Regions from separate parts of the Cyprinus carpio genome. Here region 2 is linked to region 1. Evidence: chromatin contacts called from public Hi-C data. All regions are on one chromosome and are shown on one strand. The core of a region is the stretch at or near the end of the contact, and the rest is flanking DNA. Distances in the headings are between cores, read along the strand shown.

What was found. Hi-C and Micro-C count contacts between places; a contact is called where the count stands out from the background.
Region 2: a Hi-C map of skeletal muscle shows a contact between it and region 1, with 5 times the contacts expected there. The contact joins two enhancer-like sites. A contact is called at or near these places in 5 of 8 Hi-C or Micro-C datasets (liver and skeletal muscle).

Annotation. Positions count from the first base shown.
Region 1 is chrA3:7,044,392-7,047,959 of ASM1834038v1, reverse strand. hlfa (HLF transcription factor, PAR bZIP family member a) reads left to right here. Exons shown (of 4, transcript XM_042716796.1): 3 at 2,541-2,752. Among protein-coding and RNA genes, the nearest start is that of hlfa, 8.1 kb to the left of the region's middle. Within about 2 kb of position 1,374, at least 4 of the 8 cell types and tissues checked have an H3K27ac peak or open chromatin away from gene starts, as enhancers often do. A contact at or near this core is called in skeletal muscle, where this site is marked.
Region 2 is chrA3:7,117,999-7,121,775 of ASM1834038v1, reverse strand. LOC109107262 (forkhead box protein K2-like) reads left to right here. Exons shown (of 9, transcript XM_042716811.1): 2 at 2,178-2,369. Among protein-coding and RNA genes, the nearest start is that of LOC109107262, 12 kb to the left of the region's middle. Within about 2 kb of position 2,070, at least 1 of the 8 cell types and tissues checked has an H3K27ac peak or open chromatin away from gene starts, as enhancers often do. A contact at or near this core is called in skeletal muscle, where this site is marked.

The DNA.
Region 1 (3,568 bases), core at 125-2,624:
CTGATTGGCAGAGAGAGACTCATAAGAGGTTTATTCAGTCAGTGCTGTGTGGAGGTCAGAGCTGTTATACAGGACTTTAAACACACACACACACACACACACACACACACACACACACACACACACACACACACAGGCTTTTCTACTAATCGTTAAACTTATGAGTGACTGTTTAGTTTCTGATCCTTGCAGGCAAAATATTGACTGTAAGAATATTAAAGATATGTTTTATCGTAGCCTAATCGAATCTCTCTCTCTGTGTCTTTATTCTATCTGCTATTTGAAGATAGATGGGCATAAATGATTGTAAATGATGAACAATAATTATTAATAACGTTAACATAGTATTATAATAAATAAATAAATAAATAAATAAATAAATAAATAAATAATTATATGTATTATTATAATTATAGAATACTTTGTTGTAATATTTATTATTATTATTATTATTATTATTATTATTGATTTATATTAAATTTTGATGTATTATATATTATTTATTGTCTTGAATATTTCTTATTCTACCTGTAGAACCTAAACATTCATTCATAATTATACTATTTAATAACATAAATATAATAAAAATAAATATTATCATAATTAATTAGACTATTATTGTTATGATGATGATTGTTAATCAAACTAAAATCAAATATAATAAATATAGTATTTTATATATTATATAATAAAAATATAATTTAGTTGTGTTCTTATAGTTAGAGATTACATTAAAATAATTTATTGTACTAATTATTATACTGTTTAATTTATTATTATTATTATTATTATTATTATTATTATTATTATTATTATTAAACATTAGATTTATATTTTAATATTTATTATTAATTTTTTTGTTATATATTATTTTTGTCTTGAATATTCCTTATTCTTAATTAAATTATTTCTTTATTTTTTTATTAAATGAAATTTCGTAAATAAATCTAAATATAATCTAGAAATTATTTGGAATTGTGTCTAATCAAGTTTATTCTCATTAGGGTTGGATTTATCTCATGAGCATGAATATTAATGATCATTTAAAGGCAGTGAAGATAAGCCAGTACTATCATTACTTTTCACTCAGAACATTACTTCTGAGTCATGTTGGCTGTTTGACCGTCATAAAGCAGGTCTTGGTTGGGTCAGTTCAGATAAATTTGTTCACGATTTACTGTCTACTTGTTTGTAATCAGACAGGGTAACACACACACACACACACACACACACACACACACACACACACACACACACACACACACAGAGTATGGTCAGGCTTTAGCAGCGATCTGGGTCTTGAAGAAATCTCCCATAGCTTACAGCTGTGACCTTTGACCCTTTGACCTTGCTGTGTGTTTCTCTCTGGTTCCTCGTATTAATGCTGCTGCGGCTCATGAAGGAGAAGCAGCTTGTTGTGAGTTTAATTGTTGTGTGATTCAGAGTGTGAGCATCAAGTGCAGTTATAGCTGTGTTACTGTGTGTTTCAGTTGGATTATGTGTGTGGACGTGTGCCAGCTCCTGGTGCTGTTGTGCGGCTCTCAGCTCCTGTTTAATGACCCTTAAATCACTCAAGAGTTTAATTTGATTTTCTAATCCCTCACTAATGAACACACACACACACACACACACACACACACACACACACACACACACACTCGCTTGCTCTTGTGTTTGACGTCTTTAGTAGATCAGTCACACGGTTGCCTTTATTGCATCAGTGTGTGGTGTGTTTTTAAGGCAATAAGCTTAGTTACTTACATTATTATATTATATATATATAATATATATATATATATATATATATATATATATATATATATATAAACTCTATATAATAATTTTATAGTATATATTATAAAAAAATAAATAATAATAATTTGTATTATTACTATTTGTATTACTTATTTTATTTTGTAGTATAAATTATACTATAAAACAATTATATACATTATAGTATATTTTTTATGATTATTTATTATTTAATATTATTCTTATATGTGGATGTAGATGTGTAAATATGTGTGTGTGTGAGGTGGGTTCAATGTTCCCTCTAGTGCTCAGGAGATGGTAGTGCACATTTACACACAAAATCAACATGACATGATCCTGTTTACATCTTAAAATAAAATTCTCTGGTCTAATAAGCATTATATAATATAATAATCTTAATATTTTAATTAAATTATAAAGTGCTACAAAGTGTGTCCTTTTTTCAACTTTTTAGCTGAGCAAGTTTCCTTTTCTGTTTTAATAATGATGATAAACTTTATTACTTTATATTAATGTTTATTATGTATGAATAATGCATTATTATTTATTATTAGACATTCTGTAGATAAATCAGAATCTTTTAAATTTTTGTAATAATCTAATCAAGTGTTTTCTAAGTAGAGTTGTGTTTTGTCAAATGAGTATGAATATGGTTGAGATTGTGATGTAAAGGCAGGGAAGATAAGTCAATATTATCATTACCTTAGATTTTTAATTAATTTATTTATTATAAATCCTGATTGATTTTCTCTTTCTTTCTCCTTCAGTTCTCCCGTCACGTGATACGCCCAGTCCAATAGATCCGGACTCCATCCAGGTTCCGGTCAGGTACGAGCCCGACCCCGCCGACCTCGCCCTCTCCAGCGTCCCAGGACAGGAAATCTTTGACCCACGCAAGCGCAAATTCTCAGCAGAGGAGCTGAAGCCGCAGCCCATGATCAAGAAGGCACGCAAGGTCTTCATTCCAGATGACATGAAGGTAAAGACAAACACTGAAGCATGAAGCACAGAGAGACGATCAGCTCACGCAAAGCAGATTCAGGGCCTTTGAACTAAGATCAAAATTCGTGTTTTACAGTAAAGCTTGCTAAAAACATGCTTAAGTGCCTTTGGCATTTTTTTTTTTTTTGTATAATAATAATAGCAATAACAACAAGATTTTCATATTATTATTATTATTGTTGTTGTTGTTGTTGTTGTTGTTGTTGTTGTTGTTATGTCTCTCCAAATATTTGTGTAACAAAATAATGAAAATAATATTTTTATATTGTTAATATTTTAGAAACACTTTAATTTTTTTTACTATTGTTTTAATTTTTTTTCTATTATTTTTCTATTATAATAATTATTGTTGATGCATTCTGTTTCTATTTTTCTATTATTATTATTATTATTATTATTTACTATGCAGTTTTTATTTTTCTATTATTATTTAATGTTGCACAAATATGAATTATTATTATTATTATTATTATTATTATTATTATTATTATTATTATTATTATTATTATTATTATTATTATTATTATTATATTTTTAATCTTGTCTCTTTCTCTTATTTAATTTCCTTAATTTTATAAATTGACATTTATTATACACTTTACATACATTTACATGATTTATTTTCTACATTTCTTTTGTAAAAGTATTTGCTTTACTTTAGGTGAATGCTATATTATAAATGTTCACAGTTATTTAATAAAACTAAAACATAATCACAATTACCTATTTAATAGGTTGAAAACCTCCACTGTCAACATTATATAATATATAATATGTAATACTTTGATATAAA
Region 2 (3,777 bases), core at 821-3,320, 73 kb before region 1:
GAAAAAAAGAATATTGTTGTGAACTGAAGAGTAAAAACAGGAGTTTGCAAAGGAACAAAAACTAAATTAAGTCAACAACAAAAACAATTAGGATCTATTTAATTGAGATGCAAAATGTTGCTTGCTTTTCAGTAAACTTGTTTTTGGCAGCATGCATAAAAACTATTCATTGTTTAAAGATGCATAACAAAATAACATTATGTACAGTTGATATTATCTAAACTAAAATTGACAATCAGAATGAATTGAAAAGAAAGTATTGCACAAGCATCAAATCACTTTTAGTAGACTAAAGAGTTTGTCTGTATTGTAAAAGTTGAAACTGATTTCAGATAAGCACAGATTTCTTCTCACGCATTTAGTTTCTTAAAGTTGAGTCCAGATGTTGGCCGTAGCTTGACTCCATGTTTATTCCCGACACGTATGAATGTCTGCTCTGTTCCTGAACGAAGGCAGAATGAAATCCTCCTTTCATTTATTAGTGAATAAGCAGGATTTGGGGATAATTGAAGACGCTGGGTGTGATTGGTGTGCATGTGTGCCAGGTCTGCAGGGGCCTGGCGCAAAGTTTAGTACAAGGTTTGGCACAGAAACACCTCACCCAGTGCCAACCATATGGACGGTGACGCCGGAGCGGAGAGACTGAACTCCTTCAAGAGCTGTACCAGTTCGGATACGTTTTCTTTCCCTTTTGTCTTCTCGGGTTAACAAGTGCATGTTTCTGAATTAAACTGATACACAAATCATTGATGTAAGTCTTTCTACAGCAGTGTCAATAATTCAAAACTTGTAGCAATGTTTACTTAATTGAGAAAGACTTGAAGAGTACATGCACTTATCATTTTAATATTTATGTGATTATTTATAATCATTCTGGAAGGATTATTCATGATTTATTGTTTAGTTTACAATGGAATGAAAACTAAATGCATTTTTTTAACTCATAATTAGACAAGAAGCATCTGTTTAATTGACAAACTGTTGGTTGTTTTGTTGCTTTTTCCAATAAAATGTTGTAATCATTGGCAGAATGTAAGGATTGTTGGTGATGACCTGGAAGAAAAAAAAACTTAAACTGAAATTAATACATAAAAACTGATCTAAAATAGTAGTTTAAAGACACACACAAAATAACTTCATGAAAAGTAAAAATTAAAAATAAACTGAAATTGGAAATCAAAATGCATAAAATGAAAATAGATGAAATCGCAAACGTGTCAGATCAGTCTGTTATGACGATGAGAAATGTTTTAATAATTTGATATTATTTCAGTGATTCAGTTCAACCTGTCAGATTTAACAAAACTGATTCAAAACAATTGATTCAACAATTAGTTTGCATCAAAAATGCTCATTAAATCTCTGTTTCTTAAATTGATTTATTAAAATGTATGTAAATGTTGCTGTTTATTGCTTTATTAAATAAAATAAAAATAAAATACATTTAAATTTAATAAATTTAATAATATTAAATAAAAATAAATTTATCTAAATAAAAATAATATATAAATAAATATAACAATATTAATATTTCACTTTTTTTAAATAAAGGGCTTTTTTTAAGTGGCATTTCATTTTGGAAGAATTGTGATTTATTAAATATTTATTGAACATATAATGCTGTGTGATTAGCAGTGCTAAAATAACTGGTTTCTGTGAGCCGTGTTTGGTCATGTTTTGGTGGGTGAAGGGACTTGTTTACTCCTGGGGCTGGTAGTGTTAACACTGAATATTAGTTCGTCAAGGGGGCGGTTAATTTTAGCATCGCTTGGAGATCTGCTTATACTCCTGAGCTTTATAACCACAGTCGTCTCAGCCAAAGGAAACTTCTGTCTGAGGCACGTTGAGAGTGTTTACATGCATTTAATAAACGGATTACACGTATTAAACTGACTGCACATATAAACATCCCGAACTGTGAGTTTCTCTGTTTCTCTGCCTGTTTTTCTGATTTCATTTTGCATGTAAAAACCTTGTTCACTAGGACTCATTAAAAAACATTCTCGCATAGATTAATATGATGACTTCAGACTCTTTAAAAGCCCTCTTCTCTGCCTTAAACGCTCCACACACGTGTTTTGGGAGCCTGAAGCTTTGTTTTGGCCGCAGATCTCATTGTTAGGTTCATGTTGATGCTTGTTCGATCTATAAAGACTCTCTCTCTTTCTCTTTCTCAGGTGCACGTTTCGGTTCCCCAGTACGAACATCAAGATCACATTCACTGCGCTGGCGAGCGTCAAGCGTGAGAAGCAGGAACCGGAGTCTCCGGTGAAAGCGGTTCAGCCACAGATCTCCCCTTTAACCATCAACATCCCCGATAACATCGCTCACCTCATGAGCCCCCTGCCCTCGCCCACCGGCACCATCAGGTACAAACACAGCATTATCAGCACACACCATCAGGTATAAACACTTTATAACCAGCGCACACACAGCAACCCGCCAACTTTATATCATAACCAACACACTCCTTTAGGTACAAACACAGTATAACCAACACACACCATTAGGTTAATGGACAAAGCAATTTGTGAAAAATGTACAATATGTTTCTTATTTTGTTGGTGATGGGAACCTTAGAAGATTGCAGGATCAAACTTTTAATGTGCATTTGGCCAAGATTCATTCTTTTGTCTTGCACATGCAAACAAAAAGTAATACTATTTGAATCAACTAACAATTAAGAATGGGAGTTTGCATTGGAACAAAGCCTAAATAAAAAAAATAATAATAAAAAAATCTCCCAATTAGGTTGGAAACATCTGTTTAATTGACATGCAAATGCTTGGTTTGTTGCCTTTGGCAGAACAGAAATATTGTTGCCTTGTAAGCAGTGTTAATTTTGACAGCAAATTTTGATTAAGTATTTAGTTTTAATCATAATCTTTTGACTAAAATGCCATTTAGTTTTAGTCATATTTTAGTCATCTGAATTTAGTTTAAGTCTGCTAAATATCATAAGATTTTAGTAGACTGAATCTACAGTAAATTTAGTCGGTTAAAATCTAATGGGTTTTAGTTACAGTGCATTTATTAAGCATTTCTCTAAAATTTCCAAACTTATTATATAGGTTTGATATTAAGGTTTTATCATGATAGACATGATTTAACTGCAGTGAGACACAACATGCCTTCATGTTAAAATGAAATAAAACAACTTCTCATAAAGAAAAAGAACATGGTCTTCATTTAAATAAAAAACCAATGGTTATATAGGTAAATTATGCATTCCTTATAGCAACTCGTTTACCATATTCTTTATTTTTTCAAGCAGACGTATTTATTTCTATTTCATATGTGCGCATCTAACCTCTGAACCACGCAGCAGATTCGTTCTGGATGAATCTCTTGATTCTCTTCCCAAATTGTCCCTCCCTAAAATTTTCATCTCGTTATTATTCGTTGACAAAAATGTCAATAGATTTACGTCATGGTTTTTGTCATTCAAATAGAGTTTTAGTTCGTTATCGTCTTGTTGTCGTCTGTGTAAAAAATGTTGTTGACAAATTATTCATCAACGAAATTAACACTGCTTGTAAGGACTGAAAACTTAACGCATAAAAACTAAAAACTATAATTGTCCAAAAGTGCATGTGAAAAAATGTTTAAAAGTTTATTAAAAATACAAAAGCAGTTTAATTGATTAAACTTGTCAGATTTAGTGAATTTATAAAAAAAAATTAAACAATTAATTTGCATCAAAAATGCTCATGAAAGTCTGTTTTTTGTTGTTTTGTTTTAATTAAAATATAAATAATTGATGTTTAGCGCTATATT